2 separate regions of the Rattus norvegicus genome follow, and region 1 is linked to region 2. A link is a contact called in public HiChIP or PLAC-seq data. All regions are on one chromosome and are shown on one strand. The core of a region is the stretch at or near the end of the contact, and the rest is flanking DNA. Distances in the headings are between cores, read along the strand shown.

Region 1 (2,915 bases), core at 314-2,813, 270 kb after region 2:
GCTTAGGAGTCAGGCGAGAGATCCAGGCTATGGAAGGTGTGAGGTCTGAGGAGAAACAGTGAGGGTGTCAGCCCTGGTCACATAGACCCTGCTCCTGCATATATGGTGTTTGGATCCTGCACACTGCTACGGTTAGTGAGTGAAGTGTGTGGTCAGTCTCTCTACACCTCAGCTACCTCATAGAGCTGTAGAGTACCGGGGATAAAATGGGCTCACCGGAAACAGGGAGTGCTTTAAAGTGCTATATACAAATCAACCATTATCGCAGGGGGTTGGGAGGCGAACACTGATGTTTAAGGAGAGGGTCAGACTTCCTGACACCAGGAAGAAGCCTGAAGAGGAGTCTCACCCCAGGCTTAGGCAAGGAGAGAGGAGGGAGAAGAGTAATGTTTCTTCAAAGCCCAGGTACGAGAGCCCCTTTGTGGTGGCACACCGGGCCCCTTGATTTCAATACTGGGGAGGCTGAGCCAAGCTCGTGGCCAGTTAGAGTCCATTCCCAGCTACACAGAGGCACTGTTTTTAAAAGGGGTGAGGCAGAAGGGATAGCTTGTCCCCTAAAAGCTCTACTGTTCTTGCAGAGAGGCTTAAGTTTGGTTCTTCCCACATGGGGTGCCTCACAACCATCTCTAACTCCAGCTCCAAAGGATCTGACATCTTCTGTGTCGCCCCCACCCCATTCCGTAAGCACTTACATGCACAGAGACATATTTAAATATAAAAATATATTTTAAAAAGTCAAAACCATAAAAATAAAAGCATAGGAGAAAGTGATCCAGGCGTTGCTGTTGTTGTTTGTCTCCGTCGTCTTTGTTTTTTGTTTTGTTTTTTTAGCTTGCTGGAAGACTACAGGAAAGAAAGATTGAAAGGTGCCTGGAGCAAGGCCCGGCAGAGGAACTGACCTAACGGGTGGAGAAGTTGATCTACAGTCTGTCCCCTCCTTTGAGATGTGCTTTCTTGGGCGCCAGCCGGGTGGTTTGTTTGAGGAACAGACAGGGGCAGGGCCATCTCGCAGGAAGGAAGAGGATTAGGCGGGGAATTTGAAACAAAACTTCCCAGGGAACGCAAAGCTCAGCAGTCCCAGCCTATCGTTGTGACAAAACTACTGGACGTGAGAGAAAAGTTAGACGGGGTGAAGAGCTGAAAGGGGTGCCCGGGGTGGCAGTGACCTGCGCCCCGCAACAGCAGCATCCTACATAGCACCCTGAGCAGCAGGCTGGAGGGAGTCAGCCTAGGAGTACGATGGAAGAGGCACGGCCACCAGGGGACCAAGCAGCCGGGATGTAGGGAGAAGGGTGGAGGGGCTGGGCGGCGACGGTGGTCAGGTGGCCATCTGGACCCTCGGCCGCCAGCCAGGCGGGGGTCCCCGAACGATGTGTGGGCGTGGCCAGGCCAATCCTAAAGCAGGATTTACAGTCACGAGAGAAAAGAACCAATCGAAATACAGGGGCAGCGGCGGTGGAGGGCCGATAGGGCCAATGGGCTGCAAGTGCCAGGACGGGGCGGGGCCGCGCGGAGTTTCAAATCCGCTGTGGTGGGCTAGGAGAGGGTGTCGATTTTCGAGTCCTGGTATCAAGCAGGGAGGTGAGCATGCGGGGACACTGAGGGGCCTGGGGAAGGGGTCTCTCGGGAAGCTCGGAATGGGAAACAGGTCAGGGGCTGTGGATAGGGCCTGCAACACAAAGGGAAGGTCTGAGAGTTGCAAACGCCCCTTCAGATCCGAGGCTTTGGCTGGATAGCCAAGTCGGCTCCGGAGAGGAAATTTTGTCAAAACAACTTGCTGATGGTGCCCTGCATAAGCGCCGAGGCTCCGTGATCTGTGTGCCACTCCGTTTAGCCTATGGGGAATAGGCTGGGATGGAAAGATGAACAAATTGCTGCCTTGTAACCGAAGCAGTTGCAGACCATGACGCCATGGTCACCTCTTTGACATCCACAGTTGCCCAACAAGGCCTACAATGAGTGGTTCCACTTCATCTCTTCCCCGGTTCCCAGGGTCCCTGGAGCCTTGAAATGGGGCCAGGGAGTTCTCTGGTGATCTTTTGACCTCCCCAGGATCTATCGGGCAGAGGAAACTGGACCAAGCACATGGCGTCTCAGTGGCAGGGCATGAGGACCTCCGTGCGCAGACGATCACTCCTAAAGGAGGAGCAGCTAGAGAAGGAGGTGACCCGGTCTGCTGGAGGTCATCTGGAGACCGGTCCCTTGGGCTCCCTGTGCAGACAGTTCCAAAGGAGGCTGCCACTGAGAGCAGTCAGCCTGAACCTTGGTAATGGCCCCTCCTGGAAACGCCTGGAAACTCCAGAGCCAGAGCAGCAAGGTCTTCAGGCTGCAGCTCGCTCAGCCAAAAGCGCCTTGGGTGCCATGTCCCAGGTAACAAGGATGCCACTGGCTGTCTGTTTACAGAAACATCCTTGGTGTTGACGGTTCTATCCTCAGGGAGGCTGCAGGAATATAGACTTTATGGGGTCTTGGGGTTTGATTAGGTTCTTGCCATTCTCCCAGAACCCCAGTCGTTCTGGCACATAATAGTTTCCCAGCAAATCGGTGAGTGATTAAGGTCATGGAAGAAATTGATGCTCCCATGCAGGGTGACATGCTATGTCCTATGACAGCAAATTGCAAGAAATGGCTGTCTATAAAGAGATACCAGTGTCAAGCTTAGTGGATAAAGACTTCCTAGATTAGGGGACTCTTCCAAGATCACTCAGGAAAGGGGAGGTACGTGGAGGCAGAGAGCCAGGGGGGTGGTGTGAATCCAGCCTGGATGCTGAAGAGGCCCCAGGACTAAGCAGCCAGCACAGTGAGGGAGGTGATCCCGTGTGCTGACTGATGCCCGTCTAAATTCTCCCGGTCACGCTATTACACCTTGGCTGTCAGCTGTTTGGTAGGAAAACCCAGAGGAGCTGGGCTTGCAG
Region 2 (3,381 bases), core at 102-2,601:
CTGGCAGCCTGTGTGCTGTGGATTGGAGGAGCCCAAGCTGGGGACAGACAGATCAGTCCGGATTTCGTGGGATTTTCTCTATGGTTTTACAAATCTGAGGCTGGCAGGGGCGGTTCTGGCGACATACCAGCTTAGACAGAAAGGAAAATCTCCGAGACCATCTGCAAAGGCTTCCCCACTCAGCTGGATCCCACTGTCCTTTGCTGATGAGGACCTGTGTAACCATACCCCTATCCTCCTGGAGGTCTCAGCCCCCTTAGCTCTCAGAACTTAATCCGGAAGGCTCAGGCTGGTCTGGGCCCCCTCGGACAGTCTGCTGGGCCCCCAGCCTCCTTACAGCCTGAAATGCTGGGCCCCAGAGCCAAAACATTGTCTTTCTTCTCACACCCAGCAGGCCGTGTCAGTGCACAGAACAGCCATTGAAACACTGCCCTTGCCGTGTTAGTTACGGCCAGCGGCTTAGTCACGCTTCCAGGGTCCTTTCTTCTGGGACAAGCCTGCCCTTGTGCTCAGAGCCCTCCTCACACAGCAGCCCAGCTCGAGGCAGCTGCAGAGCCCCCACCAACCCTAATAGCTACTTTAGAGATGCCGCCAGCGGGAACCACAGCTTAATGTCAACATGAACACCGCGCAAGCCTGCCTCTGCCTCCGTGAGAGTCAGCGACCAGCCTCTGTAAAGGTGCTCCTGGAATACGGATCACAGCTTCACAGCATCACAGGGAGGTAGCCCGCTGTGTGCATTTATTAAGCACCTTCAGTATGCACCTGCCTGTGTGGGGCATACTTGCGTTCTATAGTAAAACTGTGTTTGAGGCTGTGCTGTGCAGTAGTTGAGGCACGGATCTGGAGAGAAACATTGGAATGTTGGCTCTTGTGTTTGCCAGCTGTGGTGTTTCAGGAAATTACTCCTTTTTTCTTTTCTTTTCTTTTCTCTTTTTTTCCCTATCAGTATAATTGGGATGTTACAATATCTATCCCATTAGATTGGTGAGAGTACAGTGGCATGACTTCATAACTCACTTTGCTGAGTGCGTGGGGTCACTGGGGACTCAATGGAAGCCATGGTTGACTCCTTCCTTATTGCTGTTATCATTCCTGGACCGTCATTGCCACTGTCCAAACCAGTATCATCCTCACATCACAGATGGAGCTGAAGCCCAGAGAGGTTCAGCAATTTCTCCTGGGTCACACAGCTGGCCAGCAGCAGAAGTGGGATCTGAAACCTTTGTCCAGTGTTCCTGACACAGAGGTTACCCCTTTGGTAAATCAGTCACAAGGCCAGGGAGGACCCTGTCCCAGGAAGAGGGTAATGGATCCTGTTGCATCTTAATGTTCTTTCTCCACTTTTCTAGGTTCCTGAGACTGACGAGGGCAAGGAGAGCTAAGGGATGGGGGAAATGGTGGCCCCTGGGCAGAAGCTACCAACAAGGGGCTTGCGGCTGCCAGAAAGAAGTGATGGTGACATTTGAAACCCACAGGGACAGAAGCCCACCAGTGTGCTGACAGGTGTCAAGAGCCAGGATGCTGGGATGATGCCCTTGGAGGCCCTGGTGTCCCCCCTGCCCAGGTGCTAGGAGCCGTCCCCAGGCTCCAACTGGGAGCCCTGCTGCCCAGGGGCATGGCCAAACCTTTCTTCAGACTCCAGAAGTTTCTCCGCAGAACACAGTTCCTGCTTCTCTTCCTCACGGCCGCCTACCTGATGACCGGCAGCCTGCTGCTCCTGCAGCGGGCCAGAGTGGCCCTCCCACAGGCCCTCCGGGCTCCCGGCAGCCTGCAGGCCTTACCAGTGGCCACTGTGGCACTGGGTGTGGGTCTGCTGGACAGCAGGAGCCTTCATGACCCCCATAGTAGCCCTGACCTACTACTTGATGTGGACACACTAAGGAGTCCTCTGGCCCGAGTGCCACCTGGAATCCGCTGGCCCCGGAGAAACCGCAGCTCACTGCGGCGGCGCTGGCTCCACCACCTGACCAGTGACCCGCAGGGGCCACCCACCCTGGGCCCAGAGGCCTCTGGACCAGCCAGCCATAACCAAGGTAGGTTTCCTGCTGCTGCAACAAGCCCTGCTCAGGGTTATGTGTGTCATCTTATTCTTGGCCCTGTGGTAGCCGAGAGGTGTGATATTGTCCCCTCAGAGCTCTGACTTTGATCTTGGCTCAGTCGCAGCTTCCTGGGTGACTTCGATTATGTCACTTGTCTCTGGTCCTCTCAGTAGAGACAGAGACACTGACCCCAGGGTTATTGTGCAAATGTATTAAAGTAGCTTGGAGCAGTGTGTCACGGGGTGTCAAGGGTGGTCCCAGAGCAGCAGCAGCTGTTGCCTGTAGGAGCTGGTGACAGTACAGTCCCAAGTTCTTATACATTGAACAGAGCACAATCTCCTACTTTGGTTGCCACCAACAATCCCCGGATCTGCTCTCTAAGTCAGCGGTTCTCAACCTTCCTACTGCTGTGACCTTTAAAACAGTTCCTCATGGTGTGATGACCCCTAGCCACAAAATTACCTCATTGCTACTTCCTGACTGTAATTTTAATACTCTTGTCAAGAGTAATGCTCATATCTGATAGGCAGGATGTCTGGTATGTGACCCCTGTGAAAGGGTCATTCAAAAGGGTCTCGCCCCACACGTTGCAAACATGGCTCGAGGTCATCCTGGTGTACTCATAAGCCAAGAACCACTAGGCAAGGGAACATCATGTATGACTTGGTCTCTGATATCACTGGGGTAAAGATGGCTTGTCTATACAGTGCTGCTCTGCTGTGAAGCTGCTGTATCTGACACCGTCACTGCCTCAGTTCACAAGGAAGACATTGCATGGGAAGGCTAAGTGAAGGTCATTCTCACAGTTTGGGGTCTCTAGAACCTAACCCTGCAGCCAGAACTCAGGCAGAGTAGATCTAGGCGATGACCTCAGGAAACCCTGGCTGGGGAGTAGCAGGGAGACCAGGAAGGAAGGCAGCCAGGAGAGGCGTACTATGGAGCAGGAGCAGGCGGAAGGAGCCTGCTTGAGTGGGAGGTGGGTAGAGCCAAAGCAGAACACACCTCAGGGCACCCGGGAGTGGCAGGCCTGAGAGCGGGTGGTGATGGGATCCATCATCATACTGCTGGGACTCCCAAGTCAAGATGGCCTTCTCTGGCCTAGTGCTCTTTGCACTGAGTTTTGTAGATTCTCTCTACAGGGCCCGGGGAACATGCTGGGCGCCTGGGGAGCACACAGTAAGTGTTAAAGTTGTGCCTGGGTGGCAGCTGAACTCAGTCATCTCTGATCATCCTCTTACCAACTTATTTGGTTCTGTGCCCTAAGTCATTAGAGGAGGTGGTGCTCCTGTCCCTAAAATAAAGTGCATGAATTACTAAACAGAGTATCAAGCGTAGTCTA

Evidence for each region. HiChIP or PLAC-seq counts read pairs in DNA pulled down with a chosen protein or histone mark.
Region 1: a contact with region 2 is called in an H3K27ac HiChIP or PLAC-seq map of oligodendrocytes, with 7 times the contacts expected there. The contact joins the promoter of Pimreg here to the promoter of Wscd1 in region 2. A contact is called at or near these places in 1 of 12 Hi-C or Micro-C datasets (the A7r5 cell line) and 1 of 1 datasets of contacts at active chromatin or transcription factors (oligodendrocytes).

Annotation. Positions count from the first base shown.
Region 1 is chr10:57,166,660-57,169,574 of GRCr8, forward strand. It overlaps Pimreg (PICALM interacting mitotic regulator), which reads left to right and starts at 1,564. Exons shown (of 6, transcript NM_001113781.2): 1 at 1,564-1,581; 2 at 2,053-2,370. The coding sequence starts at 2,086.
Region 2 is chr10:56,893,205-56,896,585 of GRCr8, forward strand. Wscd1 (WSC domain containing 1) reads left to right here and starts at 1,352. Exons shown (of 8, transcript NM_001024234.2): 1 at 1,352-2,036. The coding sequence starts at 1,619.